2 separate regions of the Danio rerio genome follow, and region 1 is linked to region 2. A link is a contact called in public Micro-C data. All regions are on one chromosome and are shown on one strand. Each heading gives the region's core, a stretch centred on a gene start, on an enhancer-like site or on the middle of the called end of the contact. The rest is flanking DNA. Distances are from core to core; before and after follow the strand shown. Region 1 holds the start of dipk2aa (divergent protein kinase domain 2Aa). Region 2 holds the start of chst2a (carbohydrate (N-acetylglucosamine-6-O) sulfotransferase 2a).

The links. Hi-C and Micro-C count contacts between places; a contact is called where the count stands out from the background.
Region 1: a Micro-C map of caudal fin shows a contact between it and region 2, with 5 times the contacts expected there. The contact joins the promoter of dipk2aa here to the promoter of chst2a in region 2. A contact is called at or near these places in 2 of 18 Hi-C or Micro-C datasets (caudal fin and embryo) and 2 of 4 datasets of contacts at active chromatin or transcription factors (embryo and gastrula embryo).

Annotation. Positions count from the first base shown.
Region 1 is chr2:8,598,359-8,604,628 of GRCz12tu, forward strand. dipk2aa (divergent protein kinase domain 2Aa) reads left to right here and starts at 4,196. Exons shown (of 4, transcript NM_001007436.1): 1 at 4,196-4,327.
Region 2 is chr2:8,450,951-8,457,210 of GRCz12tu, forward strand. It overlaps chst2a (carbohydrate (N-acetylglucosamine-6-O) sulfotransferase 2a), which reads left to right and starts at 2,182. Exons shown (of 1, transcript NM_001079995.2): 1 at 2,182-4,341. The coding sequence starts at 2,671. The coding sequence ends at 4,065. It also overlaps a transcript of pls1 not described here.

The DNA.
Region 1 (6,270 bases), core at 2,946-5,445, 150 kb after region 2:
TTAATCGGGCACTGAAGGCTAATAACTTAATTCTTATATTTGCTTTTTGACTTCTCACCATGTATCTTTTCTACAGCATAGTATAGTGTAAGAGCATGTCTATTACCAGAAAAACTAAATTAAAATTATATTTTAATTGAACACATCACATCACATACAGTAAGCTACGCCTACAGAACAGTCTGTTTAGCATTGTGAAAAGGCAAAGCTGAATATCTGTGGTTAATGTGCCACCCAGCGGTCAAATGCTGCTGGCGCATCAAGTACCGCCGTCGCCGCGGCATGAATGGCGGTACAAGGAACACATTGAAGTAGTAACATCTGTACACTGTATTTAAATGATGATGATGGTCCAGGATCAACAATAGTGAATTTACACTGTATTTAAACGATGATGGTTTAGGATCAACATTAGTGAATTTACACTGTATTTAAATGATGATGATGGTCCAGGATCAACAATAGTGTATTTTCTTTCTTTCTTTCTTTCTTTCTTTCTTTCTTTCTTTCTTTCTTTCTTTCTTTCTTTCTTTCTTTCTTTCTTTCTTTCTTTCTTTCTTTCTTTCTCTTTCTTTCTTTCTTTTATTTAAATGATGATGATGATGATGATGGTCCAGGATCAACAATAGTGAATTTACGCTGTATTTAAATGATGATGGTCCAGGATCAACATTGAATTTAAAATGGTTTAAAGAAAATTAAAAACAGCATTTATTCTAGCCAAAATAAAACAAATAATACTTTCTTTAGAAGAAAAAAAATATCATAGGAAATACAGTGAAAAAACAATTGCTCTGTTAATCATCATTTGGGAAATATATTTGAAAAATAAAATAAAATAAATCACAGGAGGGCTAATCATTTTGACTTCAACTTTGCGTTTTTTTTTTTTTTTTGTCTTCAAACAGCCTAAAAATCTGTTAAGATGCAGATGGTCTACAAATAAAACATTGGATCAGCTACTTAACAGTCAAAGTCATCCAGGATAATGAGTTTAAGCTCTGTGAGTGTGTATGTGTGTGTGAGGTGACTGTGTGTGTCCCCCCTGGTTGTTCATATGAGTGGTTTGTCTTTTCTGTCGACAAATTATCTCTGTTCGCTAGTGGTGAATGAAATTTGACTGCAGACGGCATGGATCTTCTCCCTCCTCTGGCTCTCTTAATGGCCCCGGTAATGGGATGATATTCTTATCATTCTTGTCTCTGCTCATCTGGAACATCAGGCTAATGACACTGATTGGGTCGTGGCCATAGAGACTCAGCAAATGGCCTCGAGAACTTAGTTAGAGCTCAGTCAGAGATAATGTCCTTTAAGATTACTGTGTAAAGTTTTAAATCGTGAGATTTAGGCAGGTGTATCTTTCACAATGGCATTATCTTCAGCAATTTTTTATAAAATATTGAATAAAATATTATATACTGTCATCATGGCAAAGATAAAATCTATCAGTTATTAGAAATTAGTTAGTGAAGGGGTGTTACTGTATACAATTTGAGAAAAATAATTAAGATACTAAATGCCAAGATAAATTAAGATAATTCATTAATTAAGAATATTAACTTGCCAGTTGATGGTATAAATATATGTATCTATGGAACTAGTTGTAGAATCACGATTGATAAAAGAAATAATATTTTATATTTTACATGACACAGTTAGACAAAGTTAAACTATTTTAATTTTTTACCAGATGTATTTTTTTTGTTTCCTCAAACTTGAAATGCAGTAAAACAAGTCTCCTAATTTATCTAATAATAATAATAATAATAATAATAATAATAATAATAGTAATATAAAAAAATAATAGTTACAATAATAATAATAATAATAATAATAATAATAATAATAAAAATAATAATAATAATGTGATAATATTATTTAACAATGATTATTAAACAATGATATAAAAATAATAATAACATAGTAATAATAATAATTAATATTATTATTACTGTGTTATTATTATTTTAAAATCATTGTTATTATTATTATTTAGAAAGATGATGAGTAGGCGGTTCATTCCAATGTGGCGACCCGAGATTAATAAAGTCTAAAGACTAAGACAAAGAAAATAAAATTAAATGAAGATCTGAGTCTTGCAACTGGTGTCTCAGTTATACATAATAATAATAATAATAATTATTATTATTATTATTATTATTATTATTATAATTATAGTTATTATTATTTTTATTATTACTATTTATTATTATTATTATTATTATTATTATCATTTTATTATTATTTTTATTATTTAGAAAGATCTGAGTCTTGCAATTGGTGTCTCAGTTATACTTATAATAAGAATAATACTAAAACAATAATAACAACAACAAATATAATAATGATAATAATTAGAATTATTATTATCATTATTATTATTTCAATATTATTGTGACGATTGTTGTTGTTGTTATTATTATTATTATTATTATTATTATTATTATTATTATTATTATCATTTTAATATTATAGTTATTATTATTTAGAAAGATCTGAGTCTTGCAACTGGTGTCACGGTAACACATAACATCAATTATTATTATTATTATTATTATTATTATTATTATTATTGTGTTGTTGTTGTTGTGCATTTGTTCATTCATTCATTCATTCATTTTTATTTATTTATTTTTTTTTTACAATCTAGTCCTTTATTAATTTTGGGTCTTTCCCAGAGATGGGTGCGGCTGGAAGGGCATCCGCTGCGTAAAAACTTGCTGGATAAGTTGGCGGTTCATTCCGCTGTGGCGACCCCAGATTAATAAAGGGACTAAGCCGACAAGAAAATGAATGAATGAATAATCCACATGTCCACACAGAATCCACGTGAATGTACCACGTGTCTTTGGACTGTGGGGGAAACCGGAGCACCCAGGGGAAACCCACACGAACGCAGGGAGAACATGCAAACTCCACACAGAAACGCCAACTGACCCAGCCGAGGCTACTCCGCCACCGCGTCACCTATTATTACTGTTGTTGTTGTTGTTGTTATTTTAATATTATTGATATTATTATTAATTAGAAAAATCTGAGTCTTGCAACTGGTGTCAGTTATACATAACATTAATGATGATGATGATTATTATTATTATTATTAATCTTATTATTATTATTATTATTTAGAAAGATTTGAGTCTGGCAAAAGATGTCATAAGTACTTATAAATAATAATAATAATAATAATTATCATCATCCTATACATACATACATACATACATACATACATACATACATACATACATACATACATACATACATACATAAAATAAATAGGAAAAATCTAGTTCTGTAAAAAGATTCCACACAAAATTATCATTTATTTTAATCCATTTAAATGATCATTTCGTTTTAGAGACTCCATGTACATCAACTTATTGGTAAAATGAAGTCGTACCACTAGATGTCGCCAGAGTATTATTATTATTATTTTGTGACGAGAAGCGATTCGTGGGTTTAGATTTTCATTTCATCATTTCCAAAGACGACAAAAATGCTATTTAAGACGATTTTCCTCCGTCAGCATTACACTTTAATTAAGTCTCACATGAGGTTACCTAAAACCACATTTTTATACATTATATAAATTATTCTAGCCATATTTTTTATATATTTACCAAGAGTCAACACATAAATGGTGAAAATAATGCAAAAATATGATGGAATATTAGTAAATTATGTAACTTGTTTGATTTCTTCGTGTGGACACGTTAGTAAATGCACCAGTCCCTCACAGGAACTTAAAATAACTGAATGGGAAAAGCGTCAGACTAACAGGAGAGCAAGCTCGTGTAACTTCAACCTAAACTGTATGAAAGTGAGAATACGTGAGTTCAGCTGAATGGATACTCACTGGTTTTTTCATTCACCTATAAAGAGTGGTCAAAAGCAGCAGCTGCACTCTCATTATATGCCTTCTTCAGCTTTTATCCTGTTGGCTACTAGACCTTTAGGATGCACGTACTTCACGAGGACACGAGCAGAGACGCTCTAGGGATCGGGGGTGGAGTTACAACACGATCACCTAGTAACCAGTAACGTAAACTGACCAGAAGGGTCGTAAATACGAAACCCGATCCGCGAAGTCGGGTCTTTTGTGCAGCTGTTTCAAGGCTCGCAGACTGAACTTGTCTCGAAATTGAGAAGAAAACACTTGCGAATTTTAAAGGAATTAAGAAACGGGAATAGGAGTGTGCACGGACAACGCGAGAGGAAGCACCGACGCGCGCGGCTCGTAATAAAAGACAGGAGTTCATAAATAGACAACCAAAGCTTCATCGAACGAGCGGAATAACCCACTTGGTTCACTCGTTTTTTTTATTTGGTAGGTTGTGGAATTTTGCATGCAGTCATTTCATGTACTCATATTCACATTTCATGTGTTTTCTCATTTGATTGAACTTCTATAAACTTCTGGATTGAGTAACTTTGGTTAGGTTTTGTACGCTGGTAAGCAAAACTTTTCCATTTTGCAATTTTGTATCTGCTCAGTCATGTTAATTATTATTATTAGGATTATTATTAGCATTTATCTATGACGTATTGTTCCTGTTGATATACAGCGGTGCTGATAAACAATAAACACACGTCGCTTCGTGTTAATGTGACACGCACGTTTGTCATTCTGCCTTACATTAATACCGCAACTGCGCTAACAAAGTCAGTCGAAGTTACTGTCTGTGCTGTTTAATCTTTCAGAAATTTCAAAACTGTCTTTATGTATGTTTAACCTGCTATTCTGCTAGTCCTGTGTCTTTAGCTATATAGTTCACACAATTGAAGCATGCGCGTCGCTGATTGACGTGGCGAGTTGATCATCGGTCAGAGTTTGAGCGGTCATCTGGTGATAACTTTGAGTTTAAAGCACAAAACATTATAACATTACTTTTTTTGTGGATATAATTAATGTTGTATGTGATCAAAAAATAAACTTAAAGTTTAGGTTGTTTTTGTTTACGTTCTACAGGCGTCTACATTGACTATCATGGCAATGTTTACAAAGTATAAACATTTACTTTGATGTAAAGTTGGTTTTATGTTCCCACATTCGGACTTTCTTCTTAATAAAAATCATGTCAGAAAATATTATTTACAAACTCAAAATAGTGAATTCATATTAGCAGCCAATGACAGTCAAAGTACAGCATTGTTCACTGAATTAAATAGTGTTAATGTTGTTTTGAAGTTACTTAAATCCGATTTCAGACCGAATATTCAAAGTTACCGTGGTAAAAATATATACGTTAAGGAGCATGTTACAAGTTATCACTCAACGAATGTGCAAATAAAGCGAACTTTGCCTTATTTTTTATTATTATTAATACAAATTTAGTGTAAGGTTTTATTATTATTACTACAACAAATTATTTCTACATTTTGTATTGTTATAACTTAAAGTGAAGGGTCAGAAGTAAACTAGAAACCTTTAAAAAGCTAGTCTGAAGGATTTTCATATAATGTTACCGTAACTTTGCAGTAGCAGTGATAGTATTTCAGCAGTTACTGAATGAGGTAAAGCTGATTTTATATTCACACATTCTGACATTCTCCTTAATATTAATGTTATAATTTCTGAAAAATGTTATTAGCAAATGGTAAGCAATGTAGAGACCGTTAATATGAACAAATGTACGAATGTAAAACCAACTTTACCTCAATAACATTTAAAGTACTCAACAAGCAAAAGATACTTGTGTGGGGAAAAATGGAACTTTTTGACTTAGAAAACTCAAACCAAAAAGTTTCGCAGAGTTGTTTGCGAACTGAAAATAAGATGAATGAAAAAGTAATACATCGTTTGAAGGATTTTATTCGTTACAACAAAATGGAAGAGGATGCGTGTACGTTCATTTAAAATCTGTTCAACTTTTTCCTCTGAGGAATACAGAAAGAAGTGTTTTAGTCTATCTATCTATCTATCTATCTATCTATTTATCTATCTATCTATCTATCTATCTATCTATCTATCTATCTATCTATCTATCTATCTATCTATCTATCTATCTATCTATCTATCTAATATGGCAAGGCTAGGAACACAGCGCATAACTCGAATGGGCTGCCATCATGATGATTTTCATGTGTTGTTTTTCCCTTTTTGACATGTAGTCTCTGAACCCCATCCATTTTCACTTCATGAAGGTGAGAAGTATTACTATTTGTCAAAATGTCTTGACAGAAATTGTATGGCAAGCGAGATTGGAAAGACATGAGCCTTTGTAAATGTAATTTCTGGGTGACCTATCCCTTTAAGGGTAGTTCATGTAG
Region 2 (6,260 bases), core at 932-3,431:
CAACAATAGGAGTTAAGTTGTTCTTGGTGGGGTAGTTAAAAGGTTATTTAAAGCTAGACTCTTCTGTAGTTACATCATGTACTGTGTAAGATAAAGTAAAAGTTGCTATTCAAATTCCTTGATTGTTGTGCCAGAATGAGAGTGTAGTTCCGAACCAAAAATAGCAACTTTCATTTTTTCCGTCGGTTCCTAGCTAAATCGGCCTAGACAAAAAGAAACTTTCATCTTTTAGATAGTCTTCTTAGTAATGTAACTGCAGAACAATCAAGCTTTAAAGAGGAAACTTATTCATATATATATATATATATATATATATATATATATATATATATATATATATATATATATATATATATATATATGTTTTTTTTCCTTTTTTTGTAAGATGCTAATGATCTATTCCAATTGCTAAGCTAAGCTAAAAGTGATCTTGGCAATAGCAAAACTCCAAGGGAGTTGTAAAATGAACCTATTTACCCCCCAAAATGGAGTGTTCCATTAAGAACAAACAGAAAGTAATGGTATAATTACAGGACAAAAAAATATATACCAATAAATTTTAGGATGCTAATTGCTATTGCTTTATACTTCTGCGGCTGAACTGCAATAAGTTACACAAATACACAAAACATTTGTGGAAACAGAGTTAACTAGCTCAACTTCTTGTTAATTTAAGTAAAGAGCAAGTTAGTAGAAATGTTTTTATTTTTAGTATTAGTATTTTGTTGAGCACAAACATCATTATAATATATTAAAATGATGAATTAGTTAATGGTAAATAAATAAATAAATAAATAAGGCAGCATAACACACTTTTTTTAAATGCCATTAGCAGCATAATATCAGATTACAGTATAACTAATAACCTGTGATACACATATAGAAAGCATTTGAAAATAGAATTTAGCCAAATTAAGTTTAGTTGATGCCACATTGAAGAGGAAAATAGCATTAGTTTACAATAAAACTATGAAGAACAACATTTATCTCACCTGTAATTGTACTATTTTGTCTTTTGGTCCACAAGAATATCCTGTGGAGTCCTCTGGTGATGAGCGCCATGGCTTTCTTCTGGATAACTGAAAGAGCAGACAACAATCCACGGATAAACAGTTGCTACAAACTGCATGAAGATCACACACTGATCAAGGCGAATAAACTAGTGGTGAGCACAGCATCACGGCCTTCTAAAGAATAAACTAGAAACAAAGTAAGAGAAACAAGTCTGTATTGCCCAAATAGTGTTCAGTCTTGAACAAACATTCCCACAATCCCACACAATACAAATTCTAAGTTGCCTAAAGCAATGTGGCAGAACTCCAGCCTAATGCGCTGCTGCAACTGCCTAATGTATTATCCAAATCTACTTTCACAAACACAACGTGAGACAGCAGAATTTTTCCTTGTTTTTTATGTACCAACGTCTTGTTATTGTTCATTAATGGTTTAATGTAAAATAATAGGCAGAGAGAACTAAAACAGATAGTGGAAAACCAGCAGCAGGTGGCGCTAGCCGCTAACTAGCAGTTAGCAGAACGGGCATTGTTTGGTTATTTGTATTGAATTAACTATCACTATGTCATTGTTCTCAAATTACGTAACAAATTTCTGCTTACACTGATTTAATCACAATTAATCGTTGTTTAATACAGGGTTTGCAACCTTTAAAACGAAGGGAATCCTCACGAGCAAAGGTTAATTAGTAAAAAAATATAAATAAATAACACACACAGACACAAACCACATTATAGACACTAGTATACCATATATACAGTATTATATCATATAGACAGTACTCATATGGTTAATATATTAATATATAAAGTGCAATATTAATGTAATAAGTATAACACTTCCCTTTAAATCTTGCTCATCTAAATAGTGTCTATAAATAAATATGTCTTTAAATATGTAAAGATTTGTATATTCAAATTCATTCCCCTTAATTTTTCAGACAAAACCCGTGCGCTTTAATGGACAAATATCACACTTCTTTATGATTTATAGTGCATCATGTTGCTATGTAGCAGTCTATGTGAGCGGAAAGCTTTGACTGGCGTTAGGAAGACCCAATAGCGTCAAAAGAAAGCGCCAAGACGCTCGTCCTTCCACCAATCAGCGCTTACAGGAGGCGGATCTTTTGCTCCCTTTGCTGCCATTGACTTCGTGCAGTACCAATTAGTTATAGCGTACGCCCGGACAACAGAGGTACCACTCCGAGGGGAGATGCCTTTTCTTTTGGTTCTTTCGCATTTAAAATGAACTACGTGATTACGTGCTGGCACTCAAATGGTCGCGCACGCATCTATATCGCCATTTTAGCCCAGCTCGTGGCCCGGACGAGCTGTGATAACGGGATGAATCCCCCCGCCGCGTTTCATCGGTAAGCAAACGAAATAAGCTTGACTTTGCATTGCAAACCCGTTAAATATTACGAACGGCATCCGCTGCCTCGCATCCGAATGAAACCCTGCGCATTGCGGTGCGGTTTGTTTTCATTTCGTCTAGTGTTTTGGAGCGTCGGGCATTCCCTCCTCTCCCACGCACCACCTAATCGATAATCGATTGCATGGGCTTGGGGCAGATGTCACGCTTCTCTCTATGCCATCGTCGGCGCGTGTGATTCTCCGCAGCTGTGTTTAGGACATCCCCGATTCGCCTGTGTCATAAATGAAAAACAAACCCTACCCTCTAAAATTCACACCACCATGGGAGAAGAATGCTGGCTTTGGAAGGAAACACAAGCCTTGCGCGAGGAGCCACACCAAAATAATAGCCAACCCAGGGATTGTGATGAAAGTGCTACGGCGGAAGAAGATCATCATGTTTCTGGCCTATTTTCTGCTGGTGGCTTTGACCATGCTGAACCTGGCTAACTACAAATGGACCAAAGAGCCTCAGCAGTGCAGTCAGCCAATGCAGGGAGTGAACTTCCAAAGCAGATCAGACATCCGCTATCTTTATAAAGCCCCGCAGGTCAAGAAAAGGCAGCTGGTGTATGTGTTGACCACTTGGAGGTCTGGCTCATCCTTTTTCGGGGAGCTCTTCAACCAAAACCCTGATGTGTTTTTCTTGTATGAGCCTATGTGGCACATTTGGCAAAAGCTATACCCGGGGGACGCTGTCTCCCTACAAGGAGCAGCCCGGGACATGCTAAGCTCCCTTTACAGGTGTGACTTCTCAGTTTTTCAGCTGTACAACAGCCCTGGAGGGAAGAACATAACCTCTTTGGGACTTTTCGGGGCCGCCATCAATAAAGTCATCTGCTCCTACCCATTCTGCTCATCCTACAGGAAGGATGTGGTGGGAATGGTGGATGAGAAGATCTGCAGAAAGTGTCCTCCGCAGAGTCTTCAGATGTTAGAGGAGGAGTGCTTAAAATACAACACCATCGTGATAAAGGGAGTGCGCATTCTGGACGTCAACATTCTAGCGCCTCTGATGGAGGACCCCTCGCTCAATCTGAAAGTCGTCCACTTGGTCCGAGATCCACGGGCGGTGGCTAACTCCAGGATTAAATCAAGACATGGACTCATTCGGGAGAATCTGCAAGTGGTGCGCAGCAGAGACCCCAAGCTTCGTCGCGTGCCATTCGTGGACCCCAACCACAAGATGAACAAAAAAGACGGTTCAGATTACCACTCCATCGGAGCCATGGAGGTGATCTGCGAACAAATGTCCAAAACGCTGAAAACTGCTCTTCACCCGCCCAGCTGGTTCAAAGGCAAATACATGACGGTGCGCTACGAGGACCTGGTGGAGAACCCAGTCAGATCTGTTAGGAATGTTTATCGATTTGTGAATCTTTCAGCCAATCACGACATTGAGATCTTTGCCATGAACATGACAACAGGACCCAGTGCCTCCACCAAACCATTCATCGTGTCCTCCAGGAACGCCACGCAGGCGGCTAACGCCTGGAGAACTGTGCTCAACTATCAACAGATCAGACAGGTGGAAGAATACTGTCAGCATTCCATGTCTCTGCTGGGATATCTACGAGTTCGCACGGCCGGCGAGGCCAAGGATTTGAGCAGGCCATTATTGACAGTGCCCAAAATATAAATCACTGCCAAAGACGTTTGATGTATTTTATTTTTTTTTTGCATTTGATCACAGCCTGATACTCGTCCTGTACAAACTGTTATTTATGTTATGCTTAATGGCTCAGTGGAATGTATCTGTTTGCATCATACCGTGCACAGCCACGTACTGTATGTTCGGGACCAGAATGTCATCTGTGCATCACCACATGTTTGACCAAATAAGAGAGAAAAGGAAAAAAAAAGAAAGTACTTTTGTGTACGAAGTGTTATTGCTCATTAAAGCTATGCCAATATATTTATTTAATCAAAGTGTTTACATTTGGCATTCACTGCTTTCAGTATTCTCGAAACGTACTTACTTTTTTTTTAATAGAAATATGGCGTCATCAGGGATGTGCTCCAGTTCTTGTAGACTTTTAGCATACTCAGAAAGGGGTCATTCCCGTTATGTGGCAAATATTCATGACTGTATTAATTCATGGGATTAAAATTTGATCTGAGTTTAATGATTAAGTGGGTTAATTTAAAATATTTGCTAAAAATGTGAGTGGATGTTATTTTTTTTACAATGTATTTTGAACAAAATTGGTTTTAATTTAGTTTACATTTACATACATTAAATGAATAAATTAATTTATATAACATTTATTTAATTAAATGCTGCCAATTATTTCATGTATAGTGCACAGCATAAATCAGTACACCTCATTTTAAAAAATATAATTTTTATTGTTCTCAGTAAACATATTTTTGCAGGTTTAATGGCAGTTTTATTATATCCATTAAAATAAAAGTTTGATTAAAGGATAAAAAGATAATTCATTTAAAATGAAAATAAAAATGTAAACAAAATGTATTATTTTATGTTACTCTTTTTTTTTTGCCTTATTAGGTTTATTTTCTTTTTAAAATATATATTTTAACATATTCAAAAATTTTTCCAACATGATCTCAAGTTAATTTGTTAGGTTAGCTCCAGTTTTTGCTTATGTAACAGGCCTGTAGCCAGCCTGGGGAAAGGGGTGGTTCTCTTTTCTCAAAAAGCGGACCTTTTTTGCAGTTATTTGCCTCATTTTCTATTTAATTATGAGATTTAAATACTGCATTTTAGTGACATTTTAAGCTGGATTAAAACTTTTTGATGTACCAAAAAATTTCCTAAAGATAAACGATAAAGAAATATGAAAACAACACTTAATTTTTAAAATGCTAATTTATCACATCATTTATCAGTCACACTTTACAATAAGGTTCATTAGTTAATGTTAATGATTGCATTTACTAACATGAACAAACAACGAATAATACATTTACTACTGTATTTGTTCATGTTAGTTAACGTTAGTTAATGAAAATACAGTTGTTCATTGTTAGTTCATGTTAACTCATGGTGCATTAACTAATGTTAACAAGCATGGACTTGGATGTTATTAATGCATTAGTAAATGTTCAATTATGATTAATAAATGCTGTACATGTGTTGTTCTCGATTAGTTCATGTTAGTAAATGTATTAACTAATGAACCTTATTGTAAAGTGTTACCCATTTATCGTTAGAAAAAAAAAATCTGTTAAAGTGTGTGACCTTTTGTCATTTATTGTACAAATAACAAATTGGCCCACATTCAACTTTCCTCAGAATTTGGCCATTTGAATGATAAAAAATTCAAACATTATTTTATAATAATGTTTTTTAATGATATTTTATATTAATTATAATAACAATGTAGAGCTTTACAATTTATTTAGCCTTCTTTGTAAAAAAAAAAAAAGTATGTAAGACAAGTCAGGGATTACAACAACAGCCAAATAAGTGTTCAAATTAATTTTAATATGGGCCGCTTTTGATGCTTCACACCTTTTATTTGTCATTCTTTGTTTCAAGAATAACGTCTAAGGGTTGCACTTTATTTTGATGGTAATTTTCATTAGATCATAAGTAGATCGTTATTTGGGTTAGTGTAAGTTAACATGTACTTGCAAAATTTATTATAGTCAGTTAAATGTCTGTTGAAGAAGCAGCAACAACAGATATTAAGCATACAGCAATACTCAAATAGACCATCAAAATAAAGTGTAACCGGTCCAAGATTTAGAATAAGTTGTTTTCTCTATTTAAGAACATTAAAGCAGCAAAAGATGACTTCACCCATGTCAGATCCTATGTTTTCTTGCAGCTGGATGTTTGACTTATTAAAAAGTATTTGTTTGCAT